Regions from separate parts of the Mus musculus genome. Here regions 1, 2, 4 and 5 are each linked to region 3. The links are chromatin contacts, called in public HiChIP or PLAC-seq, Micro-C and promoter capture Hi-C maps. All regions are on one chromosome and are shown on one strand. Each heading gives the region's core, a stretch centred on a gene start, on an enhancer-like site or on the middle of the called end of the contact. The rest is flanking DNA. Distances are from core to core; before and after follow the strand shown.

Region 1 (2,700 bases), core at 87-2,586, 630 kb after region 3:
AAAACACATGCAGAATGCCCAGCGCTGTGGTGCATGTCAGAAATTAAAAGGCACGTAATGGTGACATTAGGCTCCGATACAATGCAAAGGCCACACACCTCCGCATCACCGTTTGGGATCTGATTAGCATTCAGTCCTGGAAGCATCCAGAACAGGAATTACCATCCCAATGCCACAGAATAAGATGCTAGCCTTCATAGGGAGCCAAGTGGTGCAGTCAATGCCTCTGGCATGAAGGAGACAGGGGAAAGCTGCTTTCCCGGGGCTTCCCTTGGGGCCTAGCCCAGGAAACTTCTTGGACAGTGAGGGAAAAAGGCTGCTAGAACCAGAAAGTGGAGACACACCGCGCGAGGGGGGGGGGGGGGAGGGCAGGCAGGGAGGGAGGGAGGAGGGAGGAGGGCGGAGGGCCCGCAGGGAGGCCTCCGGGGAGGCCGCCAGATGCAGTAAATAATTCACACAGAGGAACTGAAGATAGCCTTCAAGCTCGGAGGATCGGGCCAGGTCGCTAAAGCTCAGACGTCTGGAGGGGACTTGTGGTCTTTCCTGTCTGCGAGCCAAGAATTCTTGTGGCCTTGGCTGCCAGGAAAGCACAGTCCCGGGTGCCACTCCCCGCACTGAGGGAGGGAAGCTCCCCGGAACTACCCTGGCCAGGCAACCTGCTTGCCTGGCCCACATCTCCGCCCAGCCGTCCCCATGGCAACCGGTTGGCCTGGTCCAGGGTTCACCGCCTAGTAGAGCCTTGGCCTTCCCTCCCCCACCCCACCCCCAAACCCGCTTGAGGATGAACACTTCACAATCTATCCCTGAGCTCCGGGGGCTGGGAGCCTCGCGTGTAGATAAATAAACAAATAATAAAAAGCTAGTTGTGAGACCCCCTCCGTGCACTGGGGTTGCGGGGACCATGCGCATAAGGGACCAAACTTAGCTGGATTTCAGTCCCAGTGGGAATGTAGGCAGGTGCCTTTGCTGCTCCGCGCCTCATTGTTCTGTATCTGTAGAATGGGGTTGTAAACAATAACTACCTAGGAGAATTGCTGAAAAGATTTAGACATTTAAATGGGGACAGGACAGAGCAACCACTGGTCTACAACTAGAAATGAGGGGAAAGATTTTATTTTATTTTATTTTTTACATAGAGAAACGAGTCCCAGAGAGACAAAATATACTTGCTAGGGATGGTGGTCACACAGCCAGCCCTGGCCGAAAGGAAGGAAATCATGATCTCTTTGTGAAACTCAAAAGCTGGGCGCTGGCAGCGATCTCCCTGGGACTCCCCTAGAGGTTGCCTGCACTTCCCCTGGGCCCACCCCCACCCTCTTGAAATTCAGTCATTGAAAGGTCACAGACCAGACACTGTGGTTTCTGGACCGGAAAGGGCCTCCCTCTAGCAAGCACTGTCTCCCCAGTGCCAAGCACAAGCCCCGCCCCCTCTCTGCCTGCCAGAAAAAAAAAATTGTTGAATGAATATGGACTTAATTAATGAATTCACTGAGTTCATCTCCTTCATAAAACACCCTCCCAGGGTAAACTCCTGAAACCCTTGGCCACCCAGCTGCGTCCCACAGGGCATTTCTTTCCCTAGCTGTATCCGGGTTGTCGCGGTCTGCTTTCTCCCCCCTCATCGACTGCCCACCCCTCCCATCAGCTATTCTCTTAGGATTTCCCAGGGCATACTTCCGGGTCCTCCCCAATACAGCCTGTCCTCCCTGTGACTTCCTCCCCTCTTGGTGACCCTTTGTCCTCAAAACAGCTGCCTCTAGGTCAAGGACCCTGTTCCAGACTCTGGGGGTGTCCCCCCAGGCCCCGAGTTAGGGACAGACCCTCCAGCATGAGGGGTGCCAAGGTCAGGCAAATCTGTGTATCGGGAACACTTGAGGGGAAGGCTGGGGATGTCTGTCCGTCTGTCTGTCTGTCTGTCTGTCTGTCTGTCTGTCTGTCTGTCTGTCTGTGACTCTTGGTCCCTCTGCAGTGGGGCTTGGGTCTTTGGACCTAAGATCTTTGTCCCCAGGCCGCCCAGCAGGCTTCAGTCCAGCTGCCAGGTTTCCTGGGTTACAGGCACTGCCTGAGATTTATTTTTGCATATGGTTTAGGAGACTTCTCTGCTGTTGAATAAGGACAGCACGGTTGATTCCCTGTTCCCTTTCCCTCCCATAGGCAGATTGTGTAAACCAGAGCAGCTGCCTGAGTTTCCAAGAAAAAGATTAGAGGCTGCACAGTTTCTAACCAGGATGACAGTTCCTCCGCAGGAAGTCGCTTCTATTAATTTGTTAAAAATCTTTTTTTTCCCTCTCTCTCTTTCTCTTTTTTGCACGGCTCCATCTATCGGTCATCTGACTACACTGTGGGGGATTTTGCAAATCCTGGGTCTTCTCCAGCCCTGTGGTGTGCCTGGAATTCATGGCTTCTCTGAACTTGTGCCTGTCTCTCTTTGCTGGACATGGAACTACTGGACAATGGCTTCCTTGACGGCCTGTGCAGAAGATCTCAAGACGTGGAAGTGCTCTTGCCCCTAAAATATGCGCTTTGCACAGAGATTGCCCCCCTCCCCCGAAGACGCAGTGTGCACACAAGAAAAGGAGGGAATTCTTTGACCCTGATGGACCCCCACCGTCTCAGCGACCCAGGCCAGTACAGCAGCCCGTGAACATCGTCTCTCTCACCTGTGCCTCTGATATGATGTGGAGAATGGGACTCCCTGCC
Region 2 (2,700 bases), core at 193-2,692, 530 kb before region 3:
CCCATGGGAGCAGGGAAAGGGTCACTGATTAACTCAAAGAGGTCACAACTCAGTGGAGGTGGACACGGTGGGTCACAGGCCACAGAGCAGGCAAACAGTAACCAAAGTAGGGGTGTGGGGGTGCTGTGTAAACTGTACAAGGAAGGCAGGCAGAAATGGGGAATAATACCCAAGTTCAAACAGGCCGTGAGCCATACTGGGGCAGGATATTGGAACACATCACTAAGGCAGCCAGGATTCTGGCTGAAAGCAAGCAGCTCTCTGCCCTAGGGCTTACCTGTCTCTTCATTACGTTTGTTTGTTTGTTTGTTTGTTTGTTTGTTTTTGAGACAGGGTTTCTCGTGTATCCCTGACCCTCCTCGAACCTGCTCTTGCAGAACAAGCTGGCCTTGCACTCAGTGACCTGCCTGCCTCTGCCTCCCGGTGATTTATTAAGGAACTTGTCTGAATGGATTTAGGCAAACCTCAAAATGAGCCCCATGCCACGCAGAGCCGCATCACACGTTATAAAAGTCATTATGGCACCCACCGTAAAACAAAAGCCCAATATTGAACAAAAAGGGAGTGGGGTGGAGAGGTCCCTGGGAGTGTCGGAAGGCTCCAGAATGGGAACACAGGGCCGGCCAAGGTCTGGGAGAATCAGCAAATTTGAAATATACAGCGTTAGGAGAAAGAGGGGTGTAGGAAGGGGGCGTGGGCACAAATCCGGACGCCACACCCTCCCTGGGGTTCCTTGGATAGGAAAACTGGCCATCTAGGACATTGGTTTGCAACCTGTAGGTCGCCACCCCGAGCGATCCTTTCACAGGGGTCGCATATCAGCTATTCTGCATATTAGATATTTACATGACGATTTATAACAGTAGCAAAATACGGTTATGAAGTGGCATAATTTTTCGGTTGGGGAGTCACCACACCAAGAGGAAAGGGTCACAGCATTTGTTAAGAACCACTGCTCTAGAGAGACCTGGTAAGGCGCCACAGGTTCTCCATGGGAGAGTGGCTCTGCAGGTCGCGACCCGGCGCGCACTTAGGGGAGCCATAGGGACCCTGGAGATAATGGCTGCAACCTGGAGGACCCACAGAGTGGGATCTGTCCACGGCTCTCAGGACTCAGGCAGCAGAGGGGTTCACTCACCCAGCGCCCCTCCAGGCATGGGACAGCAGGGATCGGCGGAGCGACGGCAGCGGCAGCATCGCGGAGACTCTTAACAGTCTTGCGCAGCTGTGGGAAGCTCAGAGTCAGCCCCACCGGGCTGGACTAGACAAGCCCGGAGCGCACTACCTCTGCGGGAGGCGCAGCATCGCCCGGTCCACCTCCTTCGGGGCCCCTCCTCGGGTACCCTTCCCCCTCTGTCAATAAACATCAGCTGTATTTAACATCAAAATTGCTACTGTGGACTGCGGGTCAAGAGAATGCAGCAGAAAAGCCCTGAAATGATACTCTCTTCTCCTCGTCTCCTCTCCTTATGGTATGACCCAAGGAGAGAGGGCGTGAGCCTCACTGACCAATCAGAGTCTCGCATGAAAGCCTCCAGGCCAATCAGCAGGACAGGCAAGCTGCAGCCTTCTTAGGCAGGGCTGGAGAGTTGCAGGAGCCAATGACAGATCCTGCACAGAGCGCGTGCTCAGTAGTAGAAGTGGCCGGGGGGGGGGGGGGGGGGGGACCCGGTCGACGCGACAGGTGCTACTTGGGTCCCCAACACTTGGTGGCTGGAAGGCTGGACATCTGCAGGCTACAACTCTGCCCGGGCCCGCCGAGCCACACCAAGGCCAGCTCCCTGCCACCTCCCCGGGGGCTGCCACCGTGCATGGAGCCTGATCTGCCCTCCATCTCCCAGCCTGGCTCAGGGCCAAGCCTGGGCTTGCTTCCTTCCAGATTGGAATCAGAATGAGATAAAACCCTAGCGGGCCTGAACTTAACGTTCTTCGTTTTAATTTTCTTTATTTCTTCCTTTTCTTAAAAGCCTCTAGCCACAAAAACCAGTTGTTCCTGCCTCTGTCCCTCTGTCCCTCTGCCCCGTGGTTAAAATTTTCAGTTTTCTTCATGAGACGTTGTTTGATGAATACTCGAACGTATTAAAACAGCTTCCGAAACCTGCTCTTAGAATGATGCCTTAGGGAACCACTGTATTCCTAAGATACTGGTATGGGTTTTCTTACTTTATTCTCTTTGGGTTTTGTTTTTGTTTAATTTTTTTAATTTTTTTTTTTTGGCTTGGTTTTACTTTTTCAGACAGGGTTTCTCTGTGTAGCCTTGGCTATCCTGGAACTGGCTCTATAGACCAGGCCCTGAATTTACAGAGATCCACCCGCAGGTCTGCCTCCAGAGTGCTGGGATTAAAGGCCTGCACCACCACAGTCCTGCTTCAACGTGTTTCTCTGTCTTTGACAATGTAACCAGGGCATTTACTTTGGGGTCCCTCTGGTTCTAATTTGATACCACACTGGGCAGATTCGCCTCAAAACACCATGACCAAAAAGCAAGTGGGGAGTTAAAGGTTTACGTGTGCAAATTTTCAGCTCATCACTGAGGCAGGAACCTGGAGGCAGGAGCTGATGCAGAAGCCGTGGAGGGACGCTGCTTACTGGCTTGCTCAGCCTTACAGGTGGACCGCCAGTCCAGGGGTTGGACTACCTAGAATAGGCTGGGCCCTCCCACATCAATCACAAATTAAGAATTTTTTTTGCCCAAGTAGC
Region 3 (2,863 bases), core at 21-2,520:
CCCTCAGGGAGCCGATGGAGAAGATCATAAAGAGAGATTAGCACGAGCAGATATGTATCCCAGGCTGCAAGATCACTCCTGGAGGAGGAGGAAGTGTACGTCACCTGAGCAGCTTGGGAAAGTTTTCCACCTGGTAGATGAAGGATGCATTGAAAGGGAGACGAAGGGCGGCAGAAAACTCTAGGCTGAAGAACAGCACAGCAGCTAGGATTGAAGAGCAGATCGCCTGGGGCAGCCATGGTGTGGCCACTAAGTCACTAGGAGGCTTTCTTGCCACTCCCCACTCTCCATGCTTGGCACCTTGGAGACATCAGATGAGCAGGGCTGAGTGCATTCAGGCGTGTGTAACTGATACGGATAGGTCTCTAAGTCTGGACATTTTGTTTGATGGTGCAGTGGGCTATCACCTTCAAGGAACAAAGGCGCCCCAATACCGTCTTTCTCTTCTTTGTACGGTGGCCTGGAACTTGCTATTTTAGTTGACTGTGGGCCTTGCGTGGGCACCACTAGACCCAGTATAGAGGATGCTAGGGATGGAGGTCGGGGTTTCCTGCATGCTAGGAAAGCACTGCTATACTAAGCTACAGCTCCAATCCAGAGCACTCTTCTTACACCAATAGACCAGGCTACACCAGTGCAATCCACCTTATTGGATTTAGAGAGCTAGCCTCTCCCTGAGGGGAACCGTGCTGTCCTCTTTTCAAGGAGCCCTAGTGAGTCTGTGTTTTGGCCTCTCAGCCCTTTCTCTGGATGCTCCGGCTAAGTTGTTTGGAGGCAACTGAAGGTCAAGGGGCAAGGACACAGCGGAGATCAGAACTCAACCTCCCGAGGGAAGAACAGGCACAGCGTAGGATGGATCCCGGGTGTTGGAACCCCCAATAGGTTGGAGCGCCACACTCAGCTCGTGTCCAAAGCCAGGCTCCCACTCCAAGAGTTCCAAAGACCCACTATTGTCACTCCAAGGCCTGGCAAGATCTGACTGCCTAGAAAAGCCAGGCGGAGGGGAATCGAAGCCTGGGAAGCGGCCGGACGCTTGGCTCGTGCCCTTTCATCCCTGTCCCGGCCGTCGGGGAGCGGGGCCCATGGCTCGGGCGCCCCTGCTCACGAGTGGAGGGAGCGGCCCTCGCTCGCTCGCTCGCCCGCCCTGCCCGCGCGTCCCTCCCCTCGTCGCCGCTGCCCCCGCCCTCACTCCCTATTTGGAGCTGAGACACCCTGACGTCGGAGGCGCTCGGCCCGCCGCTCCCCCGCGCCTCGCGCCCGCCCGGGGCCGCAGACGGCCAGCAGCGCAGCCCAGCCGAGCCTCGCGGGGCCGCCCCAGCCCGAGGACCCCGGGCCTGCGACCCCCGCGGCTCGCACCCCACTTTCTAGGACCCCCAGGAGGACGCGCCGCGCTCCCCGCGGCCGCCGCGCGCGGTAAGTCTCGCCCGGGCCCGCATGCCGGAGCGGGGCAACCGGAGCCCCTTTGCTCCGGCGACCCGCAGTGTCCCCCGAGTCCGGCAGTCCCTCTCCGCTCCCCTCCAGCTCGCGACCCTCGTGTTACGCAGCCCGGCGGCCAGCCAGGCGCCTCCGATCGCCCGCGCTGGGGACGTGGGCGCGGCTCCCCGGTGGCCAGGGGGCACCGGCGGCGTCCGGAGCCGGTCGCCAGCCGCGCCCCGGGGCTCCGTTTCTTGTAGGAGTTTCACCGCCAGGACTGAGAGTAGGAGGGAGAGCGTCGCCCGGCAGGCGCCGGGCAGCGCTGGTACACTGGACTCACGCGTCCTCTGGATCTATCCTGGTCCCTTCTTAGCTGCTGCTCATTTGGTCCCTGTCTCCCATCCACAGGTTTCTGGCTCTCCATCGCTCCATTTCCTCTCCCCCGTGCTTTTTTTATTCTGTCCCTCTCGCCTCGATTTTCACTTTCTCTGGGCTTGTGTCTCTACTTTCGTGTTGTCTCTCTGTTTTCTCTCGGTCGCGCAGAGCCTCCCGACCTCCACTCTCCAAATCAAAGCATCCTGCCGGAGCTTCTGAGGCGCGGTCCCCCAGCTGGGTTCGTGGAGAGTGCCTCTGGCACTACAAAAGACCCCAATTCCTCTTCTTCCCTGCTCGAAAGTCTGGCCGGTGTCACCCACCCCCACTTGCAGGGGCAGAGAGGGAGAGAGAACAAGCGTGAGCGCCCGCCTGCCTGAGCTAGCTGGCGTTTCCAGCGGGGAGAGCCTTGTAAGCATTCCACCCCAGTGAGGCAGTGTTCACCGCAGGGCTCTGTTGCCGGCCACCTGCCCTCCAGCCGGCTCTGGCTCCCGGGCCAGGCGATGATCTTTTACAAGCGTCACTAAAGGGGGCAGCTGCTTGCCTTGGCCTGGCTGGGGGTGGGGGTGGGAAGTTGGGAGGCATCAAGGGAGAAAGCCACATTTCCAGGCTTTCCAAGGCCTTGCCCAGCTGGAAGCCACCAGCCTGCAACTCGGAACACCCCAGGAAAACAGCCTATTGGCACAGGCTGAGGGTGGGGAAATAAGTTGTCAACAGGCAGCCCCCCACTCTTTGTCACTGAGCAGCCAGCCTCCTGAGACTCCCACGGATGCTGGAACTATTTGGGCGGGTTTGCCTTGACTTAGAGCCAAAGAAGAGACAAGGCCGGGGCGTTTCCTTGGTGACCCCCCACCCCTCTCCACCCTTCCCTGAAAAGCCAGACCTCTCTCCTGGGCCTGTGTGCTGGAGGGGTAGACAGGGGAGTGGATGCTGTATCTTAGCCAGAGGTACAGCCTCCTTAAAGTGAAATTTCAGCTCCTTCCTCCTACTGGCAACCCCAGGGGTCGGAGGCTGCGGGGTGGGCAGGGTTGTTGGTGAAGTCTGAGGGGAACTTCTGTTGAGCAGATGTGTAGCTCTG
Region 4 (2,813 bases), core at 175-2,674, 700 kb after region 3:
TATTTTATTTATACGAATACACTGTAGCTTTCTTCAGACACACCAGAAGAAGGCATCAGATCCCATTACAGATGGTTGTGAGTCACCATGTGGTTGCTGGGAATTGAACTCAGGACCTCTGGGAGAGCAGTCGGTGCTCTTCACCACTGAGCCATCACTCCAGCACCTTTTTTTTTTTTTTGGTTTTTCGAGACAAGGTCTCTCTGTGTAGCCCTGGCTGTCCTGGAACTCACTTTGTAGACCAGGCTGGCCTCGAACTCAGAAATCCTCCTGCCTCTGCCTCCCAAGTGCTGGGATTAAAGGTGTGTACCACCACGCCCAGCTCAGGACCCAACTTTTAACTCGTGTTGGCAATAGAGAGCCTTAAAGCCGTGGGACCTGGGGCCCACATAAGAACAGTCCAGGAAGTCTGGAAGCCTGAGGCTTAAACTCAGAGAACTAACTGTGTGTCCTGACATAGGGCTGGTTTTTGTTTGTTTGGTTGGTTTGGTTTTGGTTTGTTTTTTCAGGACTCTAGAGCCCCTCCCCAGAGGATGGAGACAAGTGCCTGGACTCTATGCAGAATGGCCAAAGGTTGGAGGGAAGAGAGAAGGCGAGGGCCAGCTCTGGGGTCACTAGGTTCTGAGTGACCCATCTCCTTCCAACCACATGAGCCTGAACTGCCTTGTCTGAAGGATTTGAGGAGATCGCGAATGCCAAGCACTTGGGAACTCCAAAGTCGGTCTCTGCAGATAGGACATTATCTGTCTAATCTTCAAAGAGCCAGAGGCTGCACTGTGACCAGAGGGAGAGCTTCCCTGCTGCAGTTCCCACAAGTCTCAGGTCTGCTCTGGAAACCCTTTCCCACCATCAAGAATCTTCTCCCCTATTCTGTCCTGACCACCAGCGGTTGCTGGTGTGGTGGTGTGACCGACCAGTCAGTCTCTCAGCTCAGGGGAAGCGGCCTAGTCCACGACCTTGGAGGAACCTGGGAGAAAGCTTCACTAAAAGACAGTACTTTTCCACTGCTCTGCTCTCGGCCACCTCAGCTGGCTTTATGCTGTGCACAGAAGAGGCAAAGGGCACCAAACCCCAGCAGGAACCCACCCCAAATCTCTGCTTTCAGAGAGGAGAGATGCGGGTAGGAACGCTCTGTGGGTGAGGGACAGCAGGCGGGAACCCTAGAAAGAGAAGGGGCTCTCCCTGGGAACTCGGAGTCCACCAGTGAAGCTGGAGAAATTTACATTCGTAAATCCCTCCGCAATATTTTAGGGGATTCCCGTTCCTTCGCTGCCCCTCTATTCTTCATCCTTCCAATGATAAAGCTTAAAACAGTTCCAACGCGCCTGTGCTGGGTCTTGGGAAGCGCGAGTCTGCGCGGAGGGGGCGGGGGAGAGGGAGGGGACAAGAGAGCTAGCGGTACCGCCCGGTGATGCAGGCAGCCAAGGGAGGTGGAGTCGCGACGCCTGAAGGAGTCCCCACCGCAGCGGTGCTCTTGGTCCACCTCATCCAGCAACCACCAGACCCTGCTCTAAAGACGTCCCTGCCACTGACTCGGCGGCAGGGACAGTGGCAATCGCCCCTATAGTCGGGCCTTGGGGACATTTATTGCTCCAAACCCTGTCCCTCCTTGCTTCCCAGACGGCTGGAGTCATTCCTGGGGGAAGCTGCTCCGAGCCGATCAAGCAGCCGCACGGGCATCTCAGCGGACAGCCTGGCTGGGCACCGGGCATCTGCGAAGCCAGCCCCGCCGGATACTGGGCATCTCTCACAAGGACTGTCTTCGGCCGCCGCCCAGCTTGTCGCAAGTCCTGGGCGGTGGGCTTCTGAGCGCCTTTGGCCTTTCCAGGACCCAAGTGAGCTTCCCCGCGCTCCCTGCCCTTTGGGCCGCCGCGATGCTGCCCTGGAGACGGAACAAATTCGTGCTAGTGGAGGACGAGGCCAAGCGCAAGGCGAAGAGCCTGAGCCCCGGGCTCGCCTACACGTCGCTGCTCTCCAGCTTCCTGCGCTCCTGCCCGGACCTGCTACCGGACTGGCCGCTGGAGCGTCTGGGCCGCGTGTTCCGCAGCCGGCGCCAGAAAGTGGAGCTTAACAAGGAGGACCCCACCTACACCGTGTGGTACCTGGGCAACGCCGTCACCCTGCATGCCAAGGGCGACGGCTGCACCGACGACGCTGTGGGCAGGATTTGGGCGCGCTGCGGGCCGGGAGGGGGCACGAAGATGAAACTGACCCTGGGTCCGCACGGCATCCGCATGCAGCCGAGCGAACGCAGCTCCGGGGCTTCGGGGGGCCGCAGACCGGCGCACGCCTACCTGCTGCCGCGCATCACCTACTGCGCGGCGGATGGGCGCCACCCGCGAGTCTTCACCTGGGTCTACCGCCACCAGGCACGCCACAAGGCCGTGGTGCTGCGCTGCCACGCTGTGTTGCTGGCGCGGGCGCACAAGGCGCGCTCCCTGGCCCGCCTGCTCCACCAGACTGCGCTGGCGGCCTTCAGCGACTTCAAGCGGCTGCAGCGCCAGAGCGATGCGCGCCACGTGCGCCAGCAGCATCTCCGTGCGGGGGGCGCCGCCGCCTCGGTACCCCGGGCTCCATTGCGCCGCCTGCTCAACGCCAAGTGCGCTTACCGGCCTCCGCCGGGCGAGCGCGGTCGCGGAGCTCCGCGGCTCAGCAGCATCCAGGAGGAGGATGAGGAGGAGGATGCGGAGGAGGAGGACACCCGGGATAGCGAGGAAGGAGCCCTGCAGCGCGAACGGCCCGAGGTGCTCAGCCTGGCCCGGGAGCTGAGGACGTGCAGCCTGCGGGGTGCCCCGGCACCTCCGCCACCAGCG
Region 5 (2,836 bases), core at 130-2,629, 590 kb before region 3:
AAGAGCCTGTGGAGGCCAGGAGAGGTCACTTGATCCCCTGGACTGGAGATGCAGACAGTTGTGGACGCTAGAATTGGACCCAGCCCTCTGCAAGAGCAGCTGAGTCTCCTATTCAGTCCCTTGGTCTTGATTCCCGTCATTCTCTAAGAAAGGGTTGTGATAAACGCACACGTGTACATGCACACAAACACACAGGAAACACAAATATAAACATAAATATATGCACACACATAAGCTGCATGCATGTGCACACACAGGCATCCATCCACATATCTCTCCACACACGGCTGAGGCACAAGAGTCCTTACACACCCATCCCCTCACAATCCCGCAGCCTCCTATGCACACAGGCACAGACTCAGGCACCCATGTGCCCAAACCAACACAGCTGCCCTGTGCTCATCTCTGCTCTTGCTTTCTGTCTCACACACATGTCAAGTTTGACAGAGGCCATGACACCCATGACATGTAAAAACACATGAGGTACTAGAACCTAACTAGGCTGCACATTTGCATGACACTTTAATATAAAACAGCTTTGTGCTCTTCCATGTGTCTCCATGTTTTGTGTGCATATCGAGTGTCTGTCTGCCTGTCCATCTGTCCCAGCTCTCCAGTCCCTGGAGAAGGGAACCTGAGAGGCCCAAGAATGAGACCAACATCGCCATCTGCTGTCAGCTTCTGGGACTGCCCTTCAGAGAACACATGGGGTCCAATGGGATCCATTTCTGAAGGACCCCAGAGGCCAAGGCATGACCCTGAGAACCAGTGGGAGTTGCAGGAACATCCCTGCCCTGTGGCCTCTAATAGGTTTCGTCTTTAGAGCAACCTGGGAAGAGCTCCTCCCTTCAGGGTTCATAACTGGGGAAACTGAGGTTTCAAGTCCAGCGCTGACTAGGTAAAGAGATCATGGGATTTCACTCAAAACACATCCCTCAAATTCTAATTCTGCTTCACGTTCTCAGGCTGAGTACCACCCTCCCTGTGGGCGAGGACTGGCTGGCACAGATAACGAGGCTGGCAGTTGGGTGAAGTGGCTTGGAAGTATGGAGGCCCCGGGGCAAAGAACATGTGAGGCCACAGAAGTAGATACCCATATTCAGGGCTCTCACTGAACACTGCAGACAGGCTGGTCCAGCAAGCCTGGAATGGTTTGTCCTCGTTATCAACGCGACCGGTTTGGAAATAATGAAAACATCCTTTTGGACAGGTCTCTAGAGACATTTAAGTGACCTGGGAAGACTCACCCTGTGGGCGGCACCATCCTGTGGGTGGCAGTACCCTGTGGGCGGAGCCATCCTGTGGGTGGTACTACCCTATGGGCGGAGCCATCCTGTGGGTGGTATTACCCTGTAGGCGGAGCCATCCTGTGGGCGGTACTACCCTGTGGGTGGCGCCATCCTGTGGACCGCATTATCCTGTGGCCTGGGACCTTGGACCCGTCTCTCACTGGGTTCTGACTACAGATGCCACGTGACCCATGTTGGGCCCTATTTGGCCTTGGTTTGGGCCTTGAGGACAAACCAAAGCCTGGCTCAATTTTTGAGACCTGTCATTCTCCTCCTCTTTGAGAATGACTCAGCATGACCTACCGGCCGGAATGAGACTGCCTCTGCCTAGCTACCACTGATGTGTCAATTTCTTATAGGCCCCGTGAGATCACCTCGCACCCCCTCATCACCTCACTCCACCCCATAGGTCATCTCACCCCATACCCCTATCCCTACCTTATTGACTTCTCTATATAAGTAAGTGCCCAGTTTAGTAAAGTGAGGTCCTTCTTTGACAAGACTCCCTGCCTGGGCCATCCCACTCAGCCCCAGACAGACCAGGCTGGACCGGGTTCTCTCCTCTCTCCTGGACCTGCTGGCAAAGAGCCGACAACCGGCCAACTCACTCTGCCCACATGCCTTCCCCACCATGATAGACTGCACCTCATGAACTAAACCATGAACCAAATAAGGCCTTCTCCCATTTAAGTCATGTCTTACCAGGTATTATGCCCTAGTAACAAGGAAGGTGACCAAATACACCACCCCTGTGACAGACAGGTCACTGAGTCTGGAGAGGAGCTGGGATGAGCCCTATCCCAGGACCCAATTGTCTAGCCCAAAGCTCTCCCTTCCCCCAAACCTGGCTCCCTTCTTCCCTTTGGTTGAGTAAGTGGGGGGCGGGCTGGGAAGAAGAGGGTGATCAGGAGAAGGGATAGGATGACAGTGGGGGGTGAATAGGGTCAAAGTACATTGTATGCATGTATGAAATTGTGAACTGTAACTTTCATTTTTCCAAACCTATTTTTAATGATGGTTCTTAAATGCTTTACCCTTCCTTGTAGCCCACCACCCACCAGAGGTAGTGGGAAAAAAAGGATGCGAGGCAAGTGGACCTGTTTAGAAATGTGGTTTTTGTTTTGTTTTGTTTTGTTTTGTTTTGAGCAACTCCCTCCTGTGCTGTCTGGAGATCTGCAGTTCAGATCAGCAGACAGCAGCAGCTCGATCCACTCGCAAACACTTCATGGATACAGAACAGTCCAGTTCGGTAGAGTCGGGATAGCAAACACGAATCAGCAGTGGTGACACTACCTAGCAGAGACAGCCAGGCCTCAGCCTTGGCACAAGTCAGCAGCAAGAGGGACACCAGGAAAAGTTTTGGGCTGTGCCTCTCTCTGGGAAGTGAAGATCAGCAAAGACTTGAGATCCAAGCATTGCACAGCTGGTTCTAGAAGCAAGCCAAGCTCAGCCTTCGTCACCATCCGTCAAGTCCTTTTATACTCTCTCCAAACATCACTGTGTCCTCCACAGGTCTTGCCTCAGCATGGGTCTTGCTTCAGCACATG

Evidence for each region. Promoter capture Hi-C pulls out the DNA fragments that hold promoters and counts their contacts. A called contact is a pair of places that touch in the nucleus more often than the background predicts. HiChIP or PLAC-seq counts read pairs in DNA pulled down with a chosen protein or histone mark.
Region 1: a FOXA1 HiChIP or PLAC-seq map of pancreatic cancer cells shows a contact between it and region 3. The contact joins the enhancer-like site here to the promoter of Nbl1 in region 3. A contact is called at or near these places in 1 of 39 promoter capture datasets (liver) and 4 of 115 datasets of contacts at active chromatin or transcription factors (embryonic forebrain, embryonic stem cells, pancreatic cancer cells and 1 more).
Region 2: a promoter capture Hi-C map of embryonic stem cells shows a contact between it and region 3, with 2.8 times the contacts expected there. The contact joins the promoter of Aldh4a1 here to the promoter of Nbl1 in region 3. A contact is called at or near these places in 5 of 39 promoter capture datasets (HPC-7-derived erythroid cells, embryonic stem cells, hippocampal neurons and 2 more), 1 of 15 datasets of contacts at CTCF or cohesin (embryonic stem cells), 9 of 484 Hi-C or Micro-C datasets (the Ba/F3 cell line, the G1E-ER4 cell line, the P5424 cell line and 3 more), 4 of 115 datasets of contacts at active chromatin or transcription factors (embryonic stem cells, large pre-B cells and stem cell-derived neural progenitor cells) and 1 of 9 other capture datasets (embryonic stem cells).
Region 4: a contact with region 3 is called in a Micro-C map of embryonic stem cells, with 3 times the contacts expected there. The contact joins the promoter of Fam43b here to the promoter of Nbl1 in region 3. A contact is called at or near these places in 2 of 39 promoter capture datasets (hippocampal neurons and liver) and 1 of 484 Hi-C or Micro-C datasets (embryonic stem cells).
Region 5: a contact with region 3 is called in a promoter capture Hi-C map of stem cell-derived epiblast-like cells, with 4 times the contacts expected there. The contact joins the enhancer-like site here to the promoter of Nbl1 in region 3. A contact is called at or near these places in 2 of 39 promoter capture datasets (pre-B cells and stem cell-derived epiblast-like cells), 1 of 15 datasets of contacts at CTCF or cohesin (embryonic stem cells), 2 of 484 Hi-C or Micro-C datasets (cerebellum and embryonic stem cells) and 1 of 9 other capture datasets (embryonic stem cells).

What each region holds. Positions count from the first base shown.
Region 1 is chr4:138,462,732-138,465,431 of GRCm38.p6, reverse strand. No RefSeq gene overlaps it. Among named protein-coding and RNA genes, the nearest start is that of Camk2n1, 8.9 kb to the right of the region's middle. Within about 2 kb of position 1,336, at least 189 of the 459 cell types and tissues checked have an H3K27ac peak or open chromatin away from gene starts, as enhancers often do. A contact at or near this core is called in embryonic stem cells, liver, pancreatic cancer cells and 1 more, where this site is marked.
Region 2 is chr4:139,621,636-139,624,335 of GRCm38.p6, reverse strand. Aldh4a1 (aldehyde dehydrogenase 4 family, member A1) reads right to left here and starts at 1,442. Exons shown (of 15, transcript NM_175438.4): 1 at 1,139-1,442. The coding sequence starts at 1,197.
Region 3 is chr4:139,091,377-139,094,239 of GRCm38.p6, reverse strand. Nbl1 (NBL1, DAN family BMP antagonist) reads left to right here and starts at 1,270. Exons shown (of 4, transcript NM_008675.2): 1 at 1,270-1,413.
Region 4 is chr4:138,395,069-138,397,881 of GRCm38.p6, reverse strand. It overlaps Fam43b (family with sequence similarity 43, member B), which reads left to right and starts at 1,424. Exons shown (of 1, transcript NM_001081672.2): 1 at 1,424-2,813. The coding sequence starts at 1,875.
Region 5 is chr4:139,682,649-139,685,484 of GRCm38.p6, reverse strand. No RefSeq gene overlaps it. Among named protein-coding and RNA genes, the nearest start is that of Tas1r2, 31 kb to the right of the region's middle. Within about 2 kb of position 1,379, at least 15 of the 459 cell types and tissues checked have an H3K27ac peak or open chromatin away from gene starts, as enhancers often do. A contact at or near this core is called in embryonic stem cells, pre-B cells and stem cell-derived epiblast-like cells, where this site is marked.